5 separate regions of the Mus musculus genome follow, and regions 1, 2, 3 and 5 are each linked to region 4. Evidence: chromatin contacts called from public HiChIP or PLAC-seq and promoter capture Hi-C data. All regions are on one chromosome and are shown on one strand. Each heading gives the region's core, a stretch centred on a gene start, on an enhancer-like site or on the middle of the called end of the contact. The rest is flanking DNA. Distances are from core to core; before and after follow the strand shown. Region 1 holds the start of Pdhx (pyruvate dehydrogenase complex, component X). Region 2 holds the start of Rag1 (recombination activating 1). Region 3 holds the start of Prr5l (proline rich 5 like). Region 4 holds the start of Trim44 (tripartite motif-containing 44). Region 5 holds the start of Commd9 (COMM domain containing 9).

Region 1 (2,700 bases), core at 141-2,640, 670 kb before region 4:
CTAAGTGTCCCTCAAAAAAGCAGAATTTGACACTGCGTCTATACCTCCAAACAGCAAGAAGAGGCTAGAGACATGTAATGAGATCTCTAGTTGAGGTATATGGTGGTCCTAGAGTTTTCTTTGTGGTTTCCTCAAAATATGGGCCAATCTAAAATGCTAGGTATTCAAAAGTCTTTGACAAATCACCATCTGAAACCACCCACTTCTCCTTCTATACTTGAAAAACATCTTCAGCTTCTTTTTTGTATGTGGCTATTTTCTGTCTTGATAAATTCAATCACAGCTCTTGAATCACAGGTTATTTTGCTGATCTGGCACAACACTTAGTATGAAAAAAAAATCTGTATTTCTATGATGACCGTCACCAAGATTTACTAATAAGGGATGACAAACATGTCTGCTATCAATGCACCTTGATTCTGATACATTGCTTCTACTTTCCTCGTTCTCCATATATAGGGATGGCCACCAGGGACCTGTGTCCTATATGCAAAATCTCCCTTTCAGTCGTGCCTAATTTCAAGGTTTATAAAGAATTTGTGAAAAGCCACTTATTCCAAGACAATAATAGTTCAGATGCTCTGCATTAAATATTTCCTGTTTTATTTTAAATTGAGACCCCTTGGCTAGACGAAAGGTTAGTAAAGATATAATTTTGTGGACTTCCCCTGAGTCTTCTGCAGGGCTTATCAGTTAGTATCGAAGCTGTTTATTCTTCTAGTTCGCTAGTTCACCATTTTCTTAGCACTAGAAGGCATTTCATAAGCCTGCGTCCTGTTTAACTGAAAGAAAACCCATGTTGCCCCAGGGCCCATTTTCCTTAAAGAAGAATCATTTCCAAGAGCTCCCACCTCATAACGTCAAGTAAGATAGGCAAGGACAACTGCCCAAAAGAGTGCCCTTTGGGGTGCCTGACAATTCCGGTAGAGCAGTCCTACTAGCACAGAGGGGCCTCTGACTTTCGCGGACTGGGTTAGGAATTAGCCGCCTAGAGCTCCTGGCCGAAGCCCCACCCCGCGGCCCGTGACCCCACCTCGCCTGCTGTAGACCGCCGTCCTTACCTGCGCGCCACACGGCCGCGAGCAACAGTCTCCTTGAGCTTGACAGCCAGACATGGTTCTGACTCTGCTCCGTTATCTGTCCCGCGCTCGTTCCAAGTCTGAGCGGCCGGCAGAACGCTATTAGGCGACAGAGCGGGCAGCCTGGGGGCGGAGCAAGAGTGAGAGGCGGAGTCTGAGGGGGACCTCGTCCCTTTGGAGAATCTGCGGCGGCGCAAACCGGCCGGTGGGCGTGCCCGTGAAGGTTGGAGGCGGTGTTAGAAGGACTAGTCCTCCAGTCCAAGGCGGGGAGCGTGCGCTGTGGGCGGGGCCAGCCCATGCAAGGCGGGGCCTGGACGGGCCTTGAGGCCGCCAATCTAGTTGACTTGCGAGCTTTCCCGGAGAAAGCCGGGAAGATGGCGGCCTCCTGGAGGCTTCACTGTAACCAGCCGCTGCTTCGGTACCTTCTGGGATTTAGCAGCCGTCGAAGCCTGGGACTGGCTCAGGGTGCTGCTGCTTGGCCTGTCGACCGTGGAGCAAGTTGGAGGTGGTTTCACAGTACTCAGCTGCTGCAGGGTGAGTGGCTTGCGCTCGCTCCACTTCTCTCTTTAGCTGAGCAATGGGGCCTGGGTCAGGGGCTTTCTTGATTGGGGACACGGTTTGTGAGGTTAAGTGCGGACTCTTCCTGTTCCTTTCAACCTCCCCCAGAAACGGGCCTGCTGACTTAGCCTATGGCATGCGGCAAAAGAACTGTCTTCAGACTTGGGAGAGCATGGTTCCGTCCTTGGCCTGCCTTCAGGGCTACATGGCTTCTCTGTGACCTTGCTTTAGAATTTGAGAAATTTCGATGTCACCTAGGGAGGGTCTGTTTTAAATCCCTCTATTTTAGACCCTTATCAATCACATGTCAAATTTCTTTAATTTTACCATTCCTCTCTAATGTAATATAGCTGCCCATACATTCAAAGCCACTATTACCCATACTGATTCATTCAAAGGACCTGTCCCTATTGGAAAACTTTAAATCTTACTGCACTTAATGTATGCAGCATACAAGACTTAACTTAGAAAATACAGAATCACAGACATTGCTAGAATGTTTCAAGTAAAATATGTGGCATGAAATTCATACAGCCTATTACATAAAATTGTTCTTAAGCAGTGATATTGAACTCGGAGATATACCCACTGTCCTTCCGTTATTTAACATACAGCATATAAAATGGCAGACCTGGCATTATTCTTCCTTACGTGTATGAATATGGGCTGGGGGTTAGGATGGGGGCACAGAAAACAGTTTTAGAAACCATTAGACATTTAAGTAATCATTCTTACCACCACCTGGTACAGTAGGCCTAGCCCACACTTTCTGAGCTGTCTGAGGCCACAAAACAAAACAAAAAAAAAGAAAAAGAAAAACAATAAAATCCGTGTGCTGAGATTTCTAAAGAGGGGCTAATAGGGACAATTTACCTAAGTCATTTTTGGAGTAATGTTTAATAAATACTTCCTGGATATTGTCTTTAACTGTATAGTATATAATATTTTCTCTGCCTGGTCCTCATTTGTTAAAACTGAACTTGCCTACACTTAGCAGAAACTCTGACTCAGGAATCTGCACCTTATACTGTTGTGAGTTTAATGGAGCACACTTTTGAGACTC
Region 2 (2,700 bases), core at 37-2,536, 750 kb after region 4:
TCTATTGGAATTGTTGAGCCTCGTGGTCAACAAAAAACCATGTTTCAAAAAAAAAAAGGGCAGTGAGCAATGGAGCAAGACAGCCAATGGGTGATTTCACATCTGGCCTTTATATGTACACTGCATACAGATGCACCTGCACCTGCAAGTGTGGTCACAAACAAACATCTCTCTCTCTCTCTCTCTCTCTCTCTCTCTCTCACACACACACACACACACACACACACACAGAGACAGAGAGAAAGAGACACAGAGAGACAGACAGAAACAGAAAGACAGAGACACACAGAGAAAGGGAGAAAGAGACAGACAAGTAGAGAGACAGAGATACAGAAACAAAGAGACAGACAGACACACAGAAAGACAGACAGACAGACAGACAGACAGACAGAGACAGGTAGAGTCAGAGAGATACATACAGAGACACATAGAGAAGACTTCATAATTCCAACCGATCTTCAACATCTATCAGCTAGGTAACCATGGGCTAATTTTTCTATAACTTGAAAACTTTCTCTAGAGATAATACTATCGATTGCATATGAGTTTTATAAGAATTAAGTATGTAGAAAGCAGCCAAAGAACAAGACCATTGCTGTAATAAGGCCAATACTAAGTTGTAGGTGATCAGACTTAAACTGACAGTGTTTAAGTATCTAAAACCTAAGTCATTTATATCCAGGTCTCTTGATTTTAAGAAATACAATCATGTTTAAACTTAGTTCTCTTTCTAGATGTATCAAAGATTTTCTTCTAAAAAATGTATCACCTGACAGAGATCTGATCAGGTGGAGGAGTTCTGGGGGTGTTTATAATATACAATAAATAAAGATGTATGCTTTTATTAATATTTAAAAGAAAATTTACTAAGAACAGGTACCATTCCAAAATTTTTTTCTCTAAGCATTCTCGCTGTTAGCATCCATTGCTGGTTTCCATTGTTGGCTCCCATTGCTGGCTCCTATTGCTAGCTCTTTCATGCAGAAACTGAGGCACGGAGCCTCAGAGTCCAGGGAGAAACCAGAGATTAGAGTGACGATATCATTTCCACCGTAGGCATTCTCAGGAGATGAAATGACAGCTAGCTTTTCAGAATAAACACCCTGAATGTTTCTGCACTCAGGTCCCCCAGCTAAACTTCCTGAAGAGCCAGGTGCCAGCTGGAGCTGGGGGGTCTGCTGGTCTGTGATTGGCTATCATCATCTGTGGTTAGCCGTCTGTGGTGTGGGAGAGTGGGAAGGGCAGTGAGAGCTGATACATAATGCAGCATTGTGCACTATGGGACAAGAGAGCAAGGAGAGAGTAGACAGCATATGTTGCTATCTCTGTGGCATCGAGTGTTAACAACCAAGCTGCAGACATTCTAGCACTCTGGCCGGGAGGCCTGTGGAGCAAGGTAACTCTTGTGCTTTTCGTGCCTTGAGCCAAAACATTCATTATGTTTTTGTGTTTCTAATCAGAACTAAGAGAGATGGTTTCCTTACAGGCACCGAAGGAGGGGTGAGAAAAGCTGGAACTGATTTAGCTTTTGTTTGGAATGGAGGAAAACTAGGAAAGGAATAGAAGGCCAAGTTCAGAGACGTGGCAGGCATCTAGAACAGATGGAACACACCGGGGTGGATATAAATGAATGCTATTGGCAGAGGAGGGTTTGGGAAGAGCTGCAGAAGGGGAGACAGAGGAGCACACGGTTAGCTCAGGCAAGAGAAGATAGTCAGGAACAAAGAATTCCAGGCTGGGAGGAAAGGAACAGTTTTCCAGGTTTTGACATTTGCTGAGCTGAGAAGTCCGGTGTTTCAGAAAACATGACCTGTACACCACTTCATCAGGACCACAGCAATATTTAAAAATGCAATTTCTGGACTCCATCCTAAGCAAATAGGCAGATTCTCTGGGAGCTAATGATCTGCATGTTTTGGAAAACAATCTCTGTAGTGATTCTGATTCATATTAATTCTGAGAATTGCCATGGAGGAGAGCCTACCCGGAGGTTATGTTCTTGGGATGTGTAACAAGGGGTTGCAACTGTGCGTTTCTTTCTAAAGTGGTTCAGTAATGGGTCCCCCGGAAGAAGGGAAAGAATTTTCTGGTTATTTTGTAGATGCTAGAAATGTTTTCGTGCATGTTGTGGGGCAGATAATCAGGAGTGGTACCCAGGGAGAGAACAAAGGGGTAGGTCAGATGTGTCAAAGAGGGGTCACACTTGGGTGCACAGAAGTGTGATTGGGATGGGGAGAGATCTTAGTCAACAGAGTGCTCACAGCATGAAGATCCAAGTGGGATTCCCCAAACCTTTGTAAACCAGCTGGGTGTGATATCCCATTCTTGTAATCTCAGCACCAGGGAGAAAGAGGTCTTTGGGGCTTACTGGACAGTCAGTGATGATATCACTGTTAGCAGGAGAGGGTGAGTCAATCAGGGGAGTGCATGGGTTACAGTTAGAGCTGACAAGAAATGAGCTGCTGCTGTGCTTTCTAGACACCCAAGGTTACTGATGGTATCTCACTCTAAGCCACAGTCTTGTCTCGCTTGTCCATATCACCCCAGGCTGGTTTCCCACAGAGTCCATGGCCTATGGAGGGACGACATTACAGACACGGTGGTAGATGCTAACAATTCCAAGGTGATGCTGCTGACTGGGATAGATCTGAGCCAGCATCAGACCCTCAGCCTTTAGACTCTGAGGTGTCTACTCTCACA
Region 3 (2,700 bases), core at 78-2,577, 600 kb after region 4:
AGGCAGGGAGTCCTACAACAGTTGCATTAAAAAAAAAAAAAAAAGAAAAAGTGGGCTGGAGAGATGGGAGATGGCTCAGCGGTTAAGAGCACTGACTGCTGCTCCAGAGGCCCTAAGTTCAATTCCCAGCAACCACATGGTGGCTCATAACCATCTGTAATGGGATCTGATGCCTTCTGGTGTCTGAGGACAGCTACAGTGTATTCACATATATAAAATAAATAAATCTTGAAAGAAAGAAAGAAAGAAAGAAAGAAAGGGAGAGAGAGAGAGACAGAGAGAGAGAGAGAGAAATGTTAAAGAAAAGGGTTTTTGTTTTGTTTTGTTTTGTTTGTTTTTTGAGATGGGTTCATATAACCTAGGATGAAAAATTGAACTCATTGTGTAGAGCACGATGACCTAAACTCTTGGTCTTCTTTCCTCTACCTCCAAAGTGCTACAGGGATTCTAAGCATTCCAAAGGCCGTGACTCTTTAATACAGATCCTCATGTTGTGGTGACCCCCCCCTGCCCCCAACCATAAAATTATTTTGTTGCTACCACTTAACTGTAATTCTGTTATGCATTGTGTGTATATCTGATATACAAGATATCTAATATGTGACACATACACACACACACCCCACACAAAGGGGTCTCGACCAACAGGTTAAACACCATCGTGCTAGGATCCTGATTACTCCACCACCAGCTCAAATTCTTAGCACCTACCGAGCAACAACAAGGAATTTCCAAAGTTATTTTACATTTTTAAAATGTTCGAACTGGTTGGTTTTCTGTGGTTTCAATTCTGATATGTCGTGTTCGTGAAACCTTCGCCTAAAAATTGAACCCCAGATCCTTAAATTCGTTTTACAACGCTAAGGAAGAGACGCAAACAAGTGTGGAATCGGTTTGAAAAATCTTTCCTTAAAACGCATTCGCGCGTGCGCGCTCCAAAGCAGCAACAAAACCTCTCTCAGCCTCAGAAATGTTCCGCAGAACTCCAGTCCTTTTGTATCTGGTCGCACGAACACCTCTGGACTCCTGGAGACGTTTCTCATCCCGGGTTTAACAGTGGGAGACCAAACTCTTCTTGGCTTTTCGAAAGGTAGTGCAGAGTTCCCCTGATTTGCAGCATCCTCCCCTGCTTTTTAGGACCACGACCTTGGATTTCCTGAAATTGTTGAAATGAATTTAAGCGCAGGGTCTTCCGCCTACTCTTGTTGTTGGAGAGGAGGCGTGGGATGGGGGTGAAGCGAGGCGGGGGCATTGGAGAGAAACCACAGCGATGTGCACCGGACAGGAAAAGTGGGAGGAGGAGAGGGAGGAGGAGAGGAGGCGGCCGTAAGTTGAGAGAGGAGGGAAACAGTCACCAGCCTGACTCTGAGAGCTACGGCGGAGAGAAACCTGGGCAGGACGCGACCCGGCGTAGGGCAGAGCTGGGAGAGGACCTGGGGAGGGCGAGCGAGCGAGCGAGGCGAGAACCAGCCGAATCGCTAGTTTCTCTCCAGCAAGAAAACTTTCCCTGGAACACCGGAAACTTTTTCCTGAGCGCTCAGAGTCCGAGACGGAGGCGAGCGGTGGGTGTGCGCGGCTCGGCTCGGGTGACTCACGCCGGGGACCCCAAGGGGGTGAGTGGGGAAGTCCCTGGAGGGCCTGAAGTCATCATTCTGCAACTTCGCAGGCTCGGAAAATAACTCGCCTGGCGTGATCTGGGGGTGGGAGTGGGGGCACGGGGACAGCGAGACTGAGGGGAGACTCCGCGTGGTTAAGGAACCTCCGCATCGGATGCTGTAGGCGGGGAGGTAGACTACCAAGAGGTGGGTAAGGGAAGGGGCAGGCCGCCCTGAGTGTAGTGGGTCACGGTGGGAGAGGAAGCGCTGTGAACCCTTTTTGGGGGAATCCTGCCAAGCGTGGGACCCTAGTAAGCTAGAAGGCAGAAAAAGAATGTATCTGCACCATCCTCCCAAGGCCAGAGGGGCAGATCTACAGTCATGAGTGCTCAGGAGGCTACTCGCCTGAAAAACCCATCCTCTCAGCCGTCCCCTTCTTTCTTGAAGGGAGGCGTGAGAGTCGAGGTAGTAGATGGAGACCAGTTGGCCCGGAGCGCTGGGCAGGCTACTGTAGCCAGGGGACAGCCCGAGGGAGACCTAGCCTGTGGTGGTGAGAAGCTCGGGACAGTTCACTGCGACTCTGCGCCAGGCGCCCACGGTGTCCCCTTTCCGCTTCGACTTTCGCGCCCGCCGGGCGTTGGGCCGGGATTTCCTCTGCGCGCCTCGTGTGCGCACTGCGCGTTTTTACGCACAGGGGGCGCTGTGGGACCCGCACCTCTAGACCAGACTACGGTTCCCAGAGTTCGTGCCTGGACAGCGACAAGGACTAGGTGTGCTTACAAAGGATCCTTCAGGAATAGATTTTGGGGTGCTGCCCTTGTTGGCAGTAGGGGTTTCCCCGATTCCTACCCGCGCCCTGCCGGGGATCACATGCCACCGCCGCCTCTTCCTCCGCGGTGCCAGAAGCCCGCGTTTTGCTTGTCAGCAGTAAAGTGGAGAGTATTTATAGACGCCACTGCAATCCTGCGGTGTGCAAGGTTTCAATTACTGCGCTGCGTCGCGCCCCACAAGACGAGATGCTTACGCGCGGCGGCTCAGCTACATGTCTGCTGCGGAGACCCACTTGGAAAAACGTCTCCAGGCATCCCTTACTTGGGTGGAGTTT
Region 4 (2,700 bases), core at 74-2,573:
CTGCCTCGCAAGTGCTTGAGAGTGTGCATCACATGCCTAGCTATTTTCCATTCTGTAATCCACTTTCCTCTGCCCCACTAGAGCAAAATGTCCTCCTTTCTCTCTCAAATACATTTTTTTTTCTGTTACTGGAGAGACAACCATAGATGGTAGAGAAGGGGATGGCTACATTACCAGCAGCCCACCAAAAATGTCTTATGTTTAAGGTATGAAATGACCTTTGAAGTGTCATTGTCAGCATTATAAATTATGCTAAAATTAATAAAGCTTACTGATCACTTCTGTACAGACTCCTTTACATTTAATCCACAAATCCCCACGAAGGAGATATTGCTATTATTTCTATTTTACAGAGTTTGGTGTTTTTTGTTTGTTTGTTGTTGTTGTCTTTGGGGGGGGGTGGTTTTTAAAACAGAAAGATGAAGTAATTTGTCCATGATTACCAAACCTAAGTGGTGGCCTTAGGATTTGGGGACTCTAGTGGATAAAGTTCTAAAATCAGGCTTTGAAAACACCACAAGAAGATCTAGCACGGTCTGGGGCACTTTAACATTGTTTAATGTGTATCAACCGCTTTCCTTTCTCTTGGTGTCGGCTTGGAATCTAGAGTGACCAGTTAGTGACTGGGAGTTGGCATCTCACTTCAAAACTATGATCCCCCTCACCTCCCTTCACCTGACACAGCTATTACTCAGAGATTCTGAACCCCTAGGAGGCCGGGATGCAAATAGACTTTGCAAACACACAAGGCACAGTATTGCTTTGGATCAAAAATGTTGCGTGTTTGCTCAGTCAGACTGAGACCTCAGTAGCCTAGAAGAACACACACAGCCCTTTTGGGGGCTTTATGGAAATCCCAGGCGGGCAGGTTCGGTGTGATAAAGAGCCTTGGGGCCTTGGCCCCTTGAAAATCCGGGGGCTGTGATGGGGCGGGGACAGTGTCTCCAGAGTGACATAAGTCCGCAGGGACCGCAGGCTAGTGGTTTTCGGTCAGGTTGACACCTCCAGGGAGGGCGTGGGAGAGGCGGGGCCCGTCGCCCTGCTCTGCGAGGAGAGATTGCGCTCGAGCTTCTCCTTCCGGGGGGGATGCTCAGCCCCGCGGGAAAACGCAGAAAAGGGTCCTTGCCGCTTTAAGTGACTCAGGAAGTGAAAGGAGGCCGCTGACGGCGTGGGTAAAGTGGAACCGGGGCGGCGTGGGCCCGCGGCGGCCGCGATCTTGCCGGGCAACGGAGGCCGGGTTGCGCGGCGCAGGGGCCGACGGGGCGCAGGCTGCCGCGCCGGAAGTGGCGCGCGAGGGACGGGGCGCGGGCGCGGCGCGCGGCGAAGAGACCGAGCGGGCGCCAGGCCCAGCGCTGACGGCTGGCCGGGCCCTCAGGCCTCAGCAGCTGCAGACGCGGCGCGGCGCAGCGCAGCGGCGCGGCCCAGGCGGGGCGGCCGGCCAGACCCCGGGGGTAAGCGGGCCTGCGTGAGGAAGGCGCTCCGCGCTGAAGGCGGAGAGCACGCCAGCCGCTAGGCCTCGGCCTCGTCCCTGCAGCCACATGGCCTCCGGAGTGGGCGCGGCCTGCGAGGAGCTGCCTCCCGACGGCACGTGTGACGAGTGCGAACCCGACGAGGCGCCCGGGGCGGAGGAGGTGTGCCGCGACTGCGGCTTCTGCTACTGCCGCCGCCACGCCGACGCGCATCGCCAGAAGTTCCTCAGCCACCGCCTGGCTGCCTACGTCCATGGCGCCCAGGCCTGGACTCCGCCGGCCAGCGGGGGAGACGACGCGCTCCCCGAAGACGGCGAGGCCAAAGGGGAGGCCGAGGGGGAGGTAGAGAGCGAGGTCGGGGAAGAAGAGAGCGAGACGGAGGTAGACAGTGAGTCGGAAGAAGAGAGCGAGACCGAGGAAGACAGTGAGGATGAGAGTGACGAGGAGAGTGAAGAAGACAGCGAGGAAGAGATGGAGGATGAGCAGGAGAGCGAGGCGGAGGAAGACAACCAAGAAGGGGAATCAGAGGCAGAAGGAGAAACTGAGGCAGAAAGCGAATTTGACCCCGAAATAGAGATGGAAGCGGAGAGAGTGGCCAAGAGGAAGTGTCCAGACCATGGGCTGGATTTGAGCACCTATTGTCAGGAAGATAGGCAGCTCATCTGTGTCCTGTGTCCAGTCATTGGGGCTCACCGGGGCCACCAGCTGTCCACGCTGGACGAAGCCTTCGAAGAACTGAGAGTGAGTATCGGGCATTCAGACATGTCTAAGGGGAACAGGATCCCCGATTTCAGATAGCCTAGCTGTGACCACATTCATTTTCATGTATCAACAAGACGAGTCGCCATGTTGGAAGCCGTGCCTAGTCTACCATTTTGGTTGAAATTGTCAAGTTGTCAGTTCTCATCTGTGAACATACAAGAACACAGAAAATCTTGAGTATAGTTTCTGACAGTTTGCAAATTACTTCTCCCTGGAATTCAGATAGGCCATTCCTTGAGAACTGTGACGCCATTTAGGCCCATTTCTATACATGATCACCGTTGTTAGGATAAGTGTTTTGACTTAGGGCTCTTGCTATGGTAACTCAGCCCACTTGGAAAACATGAGAAAGAAACGGTGATTTTGACAAAACCAAGGAGCTGGTTCCTCTAGTAGAAGACTCGGAAAGTGGCGGTACAGGTGTTGTGGTGTGTGTCTTGAGTTGTCTTAGGTTCCTTGTTGTTTGAGA
Region 5 (2,700 bases), core at 151-2,650, 510 kb after region 4:
ATGTCAACCCAGGGGTCTTACATAGATAGCTATGCCTTGGAGCTTTACTGGATCAATGTAAATACCCCAACTGTGATATTGTTCTGTAGATATCCAGGAAGTCACCATTAAGGAACATGGGACAAAAATCTCTCTGCATTATTTCCCACAACTACAGGAGATATTATAGTTAGCTTTTAATAAAGTGTATTTAAACAATAGAGCAGTGAAAATGAGCTATTGCTACAATCATGACTGGAAGCCAGATGTGAACACTGATATGAAGAAGTGTTCCATTTCTGTGGAGTTCAGAGACTGAGTAATAGTACATGGTGTCCGAAGCTATGCACTGTTGGGAAGGCAAGTGAAGTAAGTAACCAGGGAGGCACTGGGGGTACTGGTGTCTCAGTCTGTGGTCTGGTGTTGGCTACATGAGTGTGTAGTCATTAAGGGAATTACTAATGATTTCAGTATGCTATATGTTATTTTCCAAAACTTACCAAGGAAAAGAAAATGTCCCAAGACAAGCAAGCATGGAAAAGGAATGGCTTAAATCAACCACAAGGAAGAGAAAAAGCTGCTAAGGAGAACTCTTGGATCCTAGTCACAGCTCCACTATACTAAAGCCCTTCATAGCTATTTCTTCGGCACATACTGGGTGCCAGGTCTTGTTCTTGTTGGCATAGGCTTGTGAACAATGAAGTCAAAGTGCTCAGGAGTGGACTGAGCAAATGCACACTAGGAAGATGGATAACGGAAAGGGCATTATATGTGTGACTTATAATGACAGTGTCACGAGGATCATTTCTGATCTTCAACTGGATAAGAGAGAAGAAAGGAAAACAAGAAGAAACAGAAATCATGTTCCTCAGAAGAGAACACAAAGACATCCATGGTGTGTGCACACTAGTAATAAGTCCTAAGAGGGAATGCAAAGCCACCCTTCTAAGGAGTAACTCAAACTTTATGACGTCCCTAGAAGTACTAGGGTGACAAGAAGGAGAGAATTTCCCTGAGAGAGGCGTAAAGACTGGGATGAAATGGGAACTGGTGACTGTCACCCAAGTGCTCCAATCTATAAAACCACTCGTGGTCACTAATTCTTGGGTGTATTTACATCGACTATCTGATTTTTACTTCCACCTTAATATCTGGGCGTGATTAATTTTGTTGCTCCTGTTTAAAAGCTCAGAAAGGCTGAACGATTTTCTCAGGGTCACACAAAGAAGCACTGACGCGCGGCGGGTAGGGTGGGAGTGGGACAATGCTCCAAGTCAGGGCCGGTTTATTCCCAATTCTTGCTTTGCACCAAGTCCCAGACCCTAAGACGGTGGCCGCACGCGTCCCCACCCCTTCAAGATACCTTCAGTAGGCTCTGGAGCGCCACGAAATGCTCTGCTGTCAAGGCCGCCATCTTTCTGGAGTCACGTGACAGCCGGAGCAAGCGGAGCGTGCCTCGTGACCCCTCGCAGGACATGCTGGGAGTTGTAGTTCTTCACCGTGGCTGGCGGGAACGGCGTGCAAAGAACCAGGAAGTCTTCCTCCTGTATGACTAAGCTCAAAGACCAGAGGGCTGAGATACTGAGAGAACTCGGATATAGAATGATTTCCAGGGAACAACTGGCTGGACATCCTAGGTCAGGGAAACTGGTTTTGCCTTTGCCCCTCTGGGTAGGCTGGCTGATCTGGTGAATGCACCTGCAGACTTGGCAGACACCTTGGCAACTTAGATGCCCAGAAGAGATCGGCCTACTCACCATCTGGATTTAAATGAAGCTTTGCCTATTTGAATTCTTGGAATTCACACACACACACACACACACACACACACACACGCTCACATGCCTGCAGTACTCCCTAAAAACAAAACAAAACAAAAAAAACAAAAAACAAAAAACAACGCTTCAAGGCATATAGTTTCTTCTCTGTTTGTGGAGAGATAGGAGCCTTTGTAACTAGCCTTATCCAGACAGTCAAGCTAAGTCACTTAGGGTTCTTAGTAACTTTCCTGTGGTCCAAGAAGAGGTCTGGTTTGAAGGGCAGCTGATTAGGAAAGGGGTTAGAAAGGAAGAAGGCGTGTGAAGATATTGACTATCTTAGCTCTGTGCACCTCCGGCACGGTCTCTTCTGTCTGCATTCTTTCCCTTAAAACTGAGTGTTGAGGGTCATGCAGCAAGACCTGCCAACACCTTCCTCAGAGGCAGACCCTCCAGTCTTCAGAGAGTCTGAAAGTGGCAGTCGCTGGGTCAAAGGCTTAACTACAACCTTGCTATGGGTTGAGTCTGAAATCTGTTTTGCAGGTTCATCCTGTGGTCACTTGGACCCTAGCTTTGTGGGACTGCTGAATGTTAGAACCCTTAGGATCTGGGACCTTGCTAGTGAAGGTCTCTAGTGGCAGGCCTTTGGGGGTTATGCTGCTTCTGGTTCTGGCCTGATTGCATGGTGTCTTGTCTGCTGCTGTGTAAGAAGTCTTGGCTGTACATTATTGCCACCCTGCTCTGCCATGTTGGACTACAACTTCTGAAACCATGAACCAGAATAAATCTTCCTCCTCTAAGTTGTTTCCATCTAGTTCCTGTCACAGTGACACACCAGTAACCAATGCACTTGAGAAATTGAAAGCATAACAACTCAACTGAGCCATCCCAGGCTTTCTGGCTTTGAAATATTGTATAAGTCTTTAGGTGTAGCCTTTCCATGTCTTGATTCAAAGTGGCTGCA

What was found. Promoter capture Hi-C pulls out the DNA fragments that hold promoters and counts their contacts. HiChIP or PLAC-seq counts read pairs in DNA pulled down with a chosen protein or histone mark. Capture Hi-C pulls out chosen DNA fragments and counts their contacts.
Region 1: a contact with region 4 is called in a promoter capture Hi-C map of pre-B cells, with 5 times the contacts expected there. The contact joins the promoter of Pdhx here to the promoter of Trim44 in region 4. A contact is called at or near these places in 2 of 39 promoter capture datasets (hippocampal neurons and pre-B cells), 5 of 484 Hi-C or Micro-C datasets (the G1E-ER4 cell line, embryonic stem cells, natural killer cells and 2 more), 1 of 115 datasets of contacts at active chromatin or transcription factors (astrocytes) and 1 of 9 other capture datasets (adipose tissue).
Region 2: an H3K4me3 HiChIP or PLAC-seq map of bone marrow-derived macrophages shows a contact between it and region 4, with 4 times the contacts expected there. The contact joins the promoter of Rag1 here to the promoter of Trim44 in region 4. A contact is called at or near these places in 3 of 39 promoter capture datasets (the C10 cell line, liver and pre-B cells), 1 of 15 datasets of contacts at CTCF or cohesin (embryonic stem cells) and 2 of 115 datasets of contacts at active chromatin or transcription factors (bone marrow-derived macrophages and embryonic stem cells).
Region 3: an H3K27ac HiChIP or PLAC-seq map of embryonic stem cells shows a contact between it and region 4, with 10 times the contacts expected there. The contact joins the promoter of Prr5l here to the promoter of Trim44 in region 4. A contact is called at or near these places in 1 of 39 promoter capture datasets (liver), 2 of 484 Hi-C or Micro-C datasets (both in embryonic stem cells) and 4 of 115 datasets of contacts at active chromatin or transcription factors (bone marrow-derived macrophages, embryonic stem cells, forebrain and 1 more).
Region 5: a contact with region 4 is called in a promoter capture Hi-C map of liver, with 4 times the contacts expected there. The contact joins the promoter of Commd9 here to the promoter of Trim44 in region 4. A contact is called at or near these places in 13 of 39 promoter capture datasets (the C10 cell line, the HPC-7 cell line, cranial neural crest and 6 more), 12 of 484 Hi-C or Micro-C datasets (B cells, CD4 T cells, CD8 T cells and 8 more), 11 of 115 datasets of contacts at active chromatin or transcription factors (bone marrow-derived macrophages, cardiomyocytes, embryonic basal ganglia and 8 more) and 4 of 9 other capture datasets (adipose tissue, embryonic stem cells, liver and 1 more).

Annotation. Positions count from the first base shown.
Region 1 is chr2:103,072,203-103,074,902 of GRCm38.p6, reverse strand. It overlaps Pdhx (pyruvate dehydrogenase complex, component X), which reads left to right and starts at 1,390. Exons shown (of 11, transcript NM_175094.5): 1 at 1,390-1,613. The coding sequence starts at 1,454. Apip (APAF1 interacting protein) reads right to left here and starts at 1,228. Exons shown (of 7, transcript NM_019735.4): 1 at 1,062-1,228. The coding sequence starts at 1,115.
Region 2 is chr2:101,648,118-101,650,817 of GRCm38.p6, reverse strand. It overlaps Rag1 (recombination activating 1), which reads left to right and starts at 1,286. Exons shown (of 2, transcript NM_009019.2): 1 at 1,286-1,396.
Region 3 is chr2:101,796,334-101,799,033 of GRCm38.p6, reverse strand. Prr5l (proline rich 5 like) reads left to right here and starts at 1,327. Exons shown (of 9, transcript NM_175181.5): 1 at 1,327-1,562.
Region 4 is chr2:102,399,523-102,402,222 of GRCm38.p6, reverse strand. It overlaps Trim44 (tripartite motif-containing 44), which reads left to right and starts at 1,323. Exons shown (of 5, transcript NM_020267.2): 1 at 1,323-2,210. The coding sequence starts at 1,539.
Region 5 is chr2:101,884,962-101,887,661 of GRCm38.p6, reverse strand. Commd9 (COMM domain containing 9) reads right to left here and starts at 1,400. Exons shown (of 6, transcript NM_029635.3): 1 at 1,343-1,400. The coding sequence starts at 1,393.